2 separate regions of the Ovis aries genome follow, and region 1 is linked to region 2. The links are chromatin contacts, called in public Hi-C maps. All regions are on one chromosome and are shown on one strand. The core of a region is the stretch at or near the end of the contact, and the rest is flanking DNA. Distances in the headings are between cores, read along the strand shown. Region 1 overlaps PRKAG2 (protein kinase AMP-activated non-catalytic subunit gamma 2). Region 2 holds the start of NUB1 (negative regulator of ubiquitin like proteins 1).

Region 1 (3,024 bases), core at 233-2,732, 390 kb after region 2:
CATGCCCAACCAGCCAACCTGAACTGAATCCCGAGGAAACGTCAGACAAACCACAGTGAAGGACGTCAGACAAACCAGAGGGAAAGATGTCAGACAAACCAGAGAGGACAGTCTGTGTGTGGTCTTGAAAAATGTCACAAAGAAAAAAGATTGGGGGCAGCAAATCGAGAGGGACGGAGGAGAAGGGACACCCAAACACAGGGTGTGACATGGGCTTCCTCTTCTGAAAACGTCACCGAGACAATCTGTGAACCGAGAATACAGTCTGCAGCTTAGCAAAGACAGTGGTATCGATGTTAATTTCCTGGTTTTGATAATTAAACTGCAATTGGAAGAATGTCCCTGTTTTTAAGAGACGAAGTATTTAGGGGCTGGGGACATTGTAACCGCAGCTTCCTCTTGACAGTTCAGATTTCATATAGACACACACAAATACATATTTTATTGAGAGGTGGGAGTGGATATAAGCAAATGTGGTCACAAAATGTTAACCCTGGGGCATCTAGATGAAAGGGGTGGGAGAACGCTTTCTACTGTTCTTGTAACTTTTATATAAGCCTGAGATTTTCAAAATAAAGCGTGATTTTTTAAAGAGAAATTAAGCAATAGTCAGAGATGGGCTGCCCTGGTGGCTCAGTGGTAAAGAATTCGCCGGCTAATGCAGGAAAGTGAAGCGAAAGTCTCTCCGTCGTGTCTGACTCTTTGCGACCCCATGGACTGCATGGTCCATAGAATTCTCTAGGCCAAAATACTTGAGTGGATACCCAGGTCTCCCGCATTGCAGGTGGATTCTTTACCAGCTGAGCCACCAGGGAACATGGGTTCAATTCCTGATCCCCGATCTCTGCTCCCCAACAAGAGAGGCCACTGCAGTGAGAAGCCCGCACACCGCAATTGGCGAGCAGCCCCTGCCTGCCTCAGAGAAAAAAACCCTCTAGGCAAAGAAGACCCAGCACGGCCAAAAATAAATACACAGACTAATATTTTTTAAAAAAGAAGCGGTCAGAGCAAGAATGCAGGGACCTCCCTGGCGGTCCAGTGGTTCAGACTCCATGCTCCCAGTTCAAGGAGGACTGGATCCATCCCTGGTTGGGGAACTAAGAACTTGCATGTTGCCTGGTGCAGCCGAAATAAAAAAATTTAAAAGAAATGTTATCTAAAAAAAAAAAAAAATCCAGGGTTTGATGGCATCTCCTTTTATTGTGTTGCGTGGTACAGAATCATCGCGGAGCAGCGCTGAGAGACCCAGAGAGCTCTACAGTTTGCCAAGGGAAAGGAGATTTTTGTCGCGTAGCTTCTCCCAGATGACAGTACTGATGGCCGCGCCCTGCAGCCCGACCCAAGCGGGCTGGTCCGCGTTTCTCTGCGTGGTGGCCAGCAGAGGGCACTCTCTCCGGGGACCACGCGGGTGACCGGCCACATAGCTCTGCCATGCGCTGGCTGAACTTTTCAGGAAACTCGGATGCCACACATACTTTTCCTTTCTTTTCGGGCAGGCAGGATGAGTCACGTTTTTTTCTGAAGTCTGCAGAGCCACGGGATCCAGACCTCAGCAGCTGCCTGGATCCAGAGGGCTCTGGCCTGGGCAGTGGACCGAAGACGGGGCCCTGAGCCCTGGGACGCAGCAGGGAGGATCTCGCTCAGCCGGGCGCAGGGTAGGACTCGTGTGACTCCAGATCGCAACCAACCAGCGGGGCCAGGGCCGTGGGGACCAGTGGCCACAGGCAGCCCCGGGGCCTGCCTCTTCTCCCAGTTCACATTCAGCCTCACCCCGAGCTCGGATCCTGCCTCCAGCCCCATGCACCTCTTCATCCCCGCATCCAGGCTGCCCTGTCTTCCCTCCGACGGCCAGTGTCGAGTGGGACACCAGGGCGAGAGCCGAGGGCGGGGCAACACCTGAGATGGACAGCAGCAGGGTGTGCTTTAGGGACGCTCTCAGGATCAACATCCACAACAGGAGGAGGAGGACTGGGCCAGGGCGAAGTGCAGAGGCGACAAAGACCCAGCCAGGGCCCCCACCCAGAAAGCGCGGAGCGGGGACAACCCTCAGAGCTGCCCAGAGGGGCTGAGGGGCTGGTCCTTGACAGCCAGGCACCTTTGAGGACCCAGCAGGCAGGAGGCCAGGTGAGCAGTACAGGCTCCGGTCAGAGCCAGCCCAGGGCCAGAGCGTGGAGGGCGTAGCAAGACCAGATTTTCACTCGAGCGGATCGGGGAGGCACTGAGGGGTCGAAAAGGGGACGCCGAGATGGCCACCATCCATTAAAACAGGGGCCAGCCCTGCTAACCGCCTGCTTCTGCAAATAGGGATTCACTGGGACCCAGCTTACATTTTGTCTGCGGCTGAGTCGTGGCAGCAGAGACCTGGTGATCCACAAGCCCTAAAACATTTCCTATCTGGCCACTATAGCAAGGGGCGTCCCTTGTGGCTCAGATGGTAAAGAATCTGCCTGCAATGTGGGAGACCAGGGTTCGATCCCTGGGTGGGGAAGAGCCCCCTTGAAGGGAAAAGCTACCCCCTCCAGTAATTTTTGCCTGGAGAATTCCATGGACAGAGGAGCCTGGACAGAGGACTACAGTCCATGGGGTCGCAAAGAGTCAGGCAGGACTGAACAACTTTCACTTCCCTTTTATAGGAAGAGTTTACCGATTCAGTTCAGTTCAGTCACTCAGCCGTGTCCAACTCTTTGTGACCCTGTGGACTGCAGCACGCCAGGCCTCCCTGTCCATCACCAACTCCTGGAGTTCACCCAAACTCATGTCCATTGAGTCGGTGATGCCATCCAGCCATCTCATTCTCTGTCGTCCCCTTCTCCTCCAGCCTTCAATCTTTCCCAGCATCAGGGTCTTTTCCAATGAGTCAGCATCAGGTGGCCAAAGTATTAGAGCTTCAGCTTCAACATTGGTCCCTCCAATGAATATTCAGGATTGATTTCCTTTAGGATGGACTAGTTAGATCTCCTTGCAGTCCAAGGGACTCTCAAGAGTCTTATCCAACACCACAGTTCAAAAGCATCAATTCTTTGG
Region 2 (3,148 bases), core at 287-2,786:
TTCAGGACTGATTTCCTCTAGGATGGACTGGTTTGATCTCCTTGCACACATTTCTCTCCCCTAAAATGGACTTAGGCACACATCCCACCCAAGGCTTCTTCCCCCAGGGGCAGAAGGGCACCAGGAGGAGGGGTCATGCTTCCCTCTCCTTGTGGAGTGTGTCAGAGAGTTTGCAAAGCCCCTTTCAGACAGTCTGCAGCTCCTGGAGTAATTCTAGACACAACACTTTGTTTCAGGGAATGTTTGTGCAGGGGCAAACGGGAGGGTGGGGTACTGATATTATCTTCCCAGGTGAGGTGGAGGCTGGGCAGCTTGCCTAGATCCCCAGGGCTGAAGCCAGTTGCCACGTGCAGGGCCCAGGACAGTGCTAGAGAAGGTCCCAGGATGGGCCTTGGATTTGGTTAATGTGCTGCCCAAGCGAGCTGGGGCCTTGGGTTTGGAATGGAAGAACCAACAGTCTCATCCGAGCGAGAAGTTTCTGGGCTCTGCCATGGGCTCTATCTTGCCTTCCCATTCTTCGATTCGGTCCTACCGAAGGCGGATCTAACCATCTCTGGAAGCTATGCTATGACCTGTGCTCAACCAGCGGGCTTTGAGCTCCATTAGTTCCAGACAAGCCTGTCTTATGTCCTCCCCTAGACACAGGACACAGGCGTCAGGCCAGGGGCTTAGATGACTGAGTACAGGGGTGGGCAAAGCGCTTCGGGAGCAGGCCGATTGCCAGAGGTCCTGTCAGCAATAGCATGTGGAGACAGGGTCAGCAGGGCCAGCAAAACCAGCAGAGAAGTACGAGGGCAAGGGGCCGGGAAGTTCACCAAAGCGGAGGCCTGGGCCGAGTGATGCACGGAGGGATGAAAAGCTGGACTTTTAGAGGGGTCATCATGTTAGACCCAGTCCGGGGGTGGGATGGGGGTTGGGGGGCGGGGGCGGACCCAGCTGCACTAAGTCCAGACTTTCCCGCCGTGGGGGGAGAAGGGGCTTGCTCCAAGGTGCTCTGGCCTCTTTCGAGGATTCTGAAGGAATGAAGCCAAGCTCAATTTCCTCAGAAGTCAGGTAAACTTGGCCGGGACAGCGGCCCCGCCCAACACCGCCTTGGTCCTCACGGGCGGTCCCCAGGGTTGCGGGCTGAGTCTTCCCGCCAGCCCCGCCCCCGACCCCCGGAAAGTCCCCCGGGCGGTCAACGCCCAGGCTCCTTCTCGCTCTCCTCTCTGCCCCGCCCACATCCGATCGCCCCAGGCTCTAGCCCCGCCCCTTGCCCAGCCCCGCCCACCCTTGCCCCGCCCTTCCGCCTCGCCCCCCCTCGCCCCGCCTCTCACCCCAGCTGCGCCCCATCCGTGTCCAGCTCTCCCGCCTTAGCCCCGCCCACAGCCTACCCACAACCCCGCCCGGCCCCCTCTTAGCCCCGCCCATACCCCTGCTTCTCGGCCTCGCGGGGACGGGGCGGGGCGGCCCGGCGGCGGCGGCGGCCTCGGCGGCGGGGGCGGGGCCGGCCTCACCCGGAATGAAAATAAACGGCGGCCGCAGCCGCATCCGGGCACTCGGCGGGTCGCGGCTGGCGCAGCTGTGGCGCAGGTGAGGAGATGGCGGCCGAGCGTCCGGTCCTTGACCCGGGTGTCAGCCGCGCCGCCCGGCGCCCTAGTTCCCCCCAGGCGTGACCCCGACGCCGACCCCGCCCGGGCAGCGGCGGAGGTGGGCGCCCTGCGCGGAGACTCGGCCGGGACCGGGGGCGGCGGGTCGGGGCTTCTGGACGCACCGGGCCCTTCGCCCGGCCCTGGGTTTGCTCTGGGCTGACGCGGGTGGTGGGTATTTAAAACGAGAGATTGAAATGTTTTTGGAGGGAGGCAGAGAAACATATGTATATGTTAAAATTACTCACTGGCCATACAAAAAGCTTGAATCGTAACATTGTTACGCCATTTGGGATTTATTTGCAATCAAAGACAGATTTTCTTTTCCTGTTTAATGAGAAAACGCGGTTTATTTTCTCCAGCCCTGACGATCAGATTCTGTATGTTTCTCAACGTCTTCCCACACTCTCATTTTTTAATAGAAGATTCTTGTAATAGTGTAAGAGGGAAAAGTACTGTATTTTGAATAAGTATATGTGTGTTTGTATATGTTTGAAAACCTCTGGATAAAGGCAGCGTAGATCGATTTATTTAAAAAATGAAAGCGAAATGTTACAGGAATGATTTATACCCTTTCACTTTCGGTTTACAGCATGGGTATTAATGAATTTCTGCTTTTTGACGGGGACTGTGACACGGAACATTGTGTAGCAAGCCTGAAACTTTCAGTTTTCCAATTAACGTTGAAAACTGACTTATTAAACCGTTTCCCTTTTGATTTGAGTTAAAATACATATCCTCGTTTTTTTTGTTGTTGTTGTTGCCCATGAGTGGTTTTGTAAGTTTTAAGACAATGGTTTAATCTTTTTTTCAAACATTAAGTGGTGGACTGGAGACCCTCCTTGCTGTGTATTTGCTGGTGGGCGGAGTGTGGACGAGGAGAAGGCAATGGCACCCCACTCCAGTACTCTTGCCTGGAAAATCCCATGGATGGAGAAGCCTGGTAGGCTGCAGTCCATGGGGTCACTAGGAGTCAGACACGACTGAACAACATAACTTTCACTTTTCACTTTCCTGCATTGGAGAAGGAAATGGCAACCCACTCCAGTATTCTCGCCTGGAGAATCCTAGGGACGGGGGAGCCTGGTGGGCTGCGGTCTATGGAGTCGCACAGAGTCGGACACGACTGAAGCGACTTAGCAGCAGCAGCAGCAGCAGCAGGAGTGTGGGCCACACACTAGGTTTAGGAAATCCTTTGAGACTTCCGCTTGGTAGTTACTTGGATTACAGAGGGCTGTGCATTCAGCCTTCTAAAATGGCTTGGCTTCCCTGAATGGCCCTTGAAATGGTTACCACCCCCTCACAAGTGATACTTAATTGGGAATTTCTGAACATTTGTGAGCGGGGCTTCCCCTGTGGCTCTGTGGTAAAGAATCCGCCTCCCGGTGCAGGAGACGCAGGAGATGTGGGTTTGATCCCTGGGTCAGAAACATCCCTTGGAGGAGGAAATGGCAACCCATTCCAGAATTCCTGCCTGGAAAATTACATGGACAGAGGGGCCTGGCAGACTACAGTCCAAT

Evidence for each region. Hi-C and Micro-C count contacts between places; a contact is called where the count stands out from the background.
Region 1: a contact with region 2 is called in a Hi-C map of tail adipose tissue, with 5 times the contacts expected there. The contact joins the enhancer-like site here to the promoter of NUB1 in region 2. A contact is called at or near these places in 3 of 16 Hi-C or Micro-C datasets (hypothalamus, retroperitoneal adipose tissue and tail adipose tissue).

The regions. Positions count from the first base shown.
Region 1 is chr4:115,899,664-115,902,687 of ARS-UI_Ramb_v3.0, forward strand. The region is part of intron 3 of PRKAG2 (protein kinase AMP-activated non-catalytic subunit gamma 2); the gene reads right to left. Among named protein-coding and RNA genes, the nearest start is that of PRKAG2, 120 kb to the right of the region's middle. Within about 2 kb of position 1,483, at least 12 of the 54 cell types and tissues checked have an H3K27ac peak or open chromatin away from gene starts, as enhancers often do. A contact at or near this core is called in tail adipose tissue, where this site is marked.
Region 2 is chr4:115,513,134-115,516,281 of ARS-UI_Ramb_v3.0, forward strand. It overlaps NUB1 (negative regulator of ubiquitin like proteins 1), which reads left to right and starts at 1,537. Exons shown (of 14, transcript XM_027969027.2): 1 at 1,537-1,572.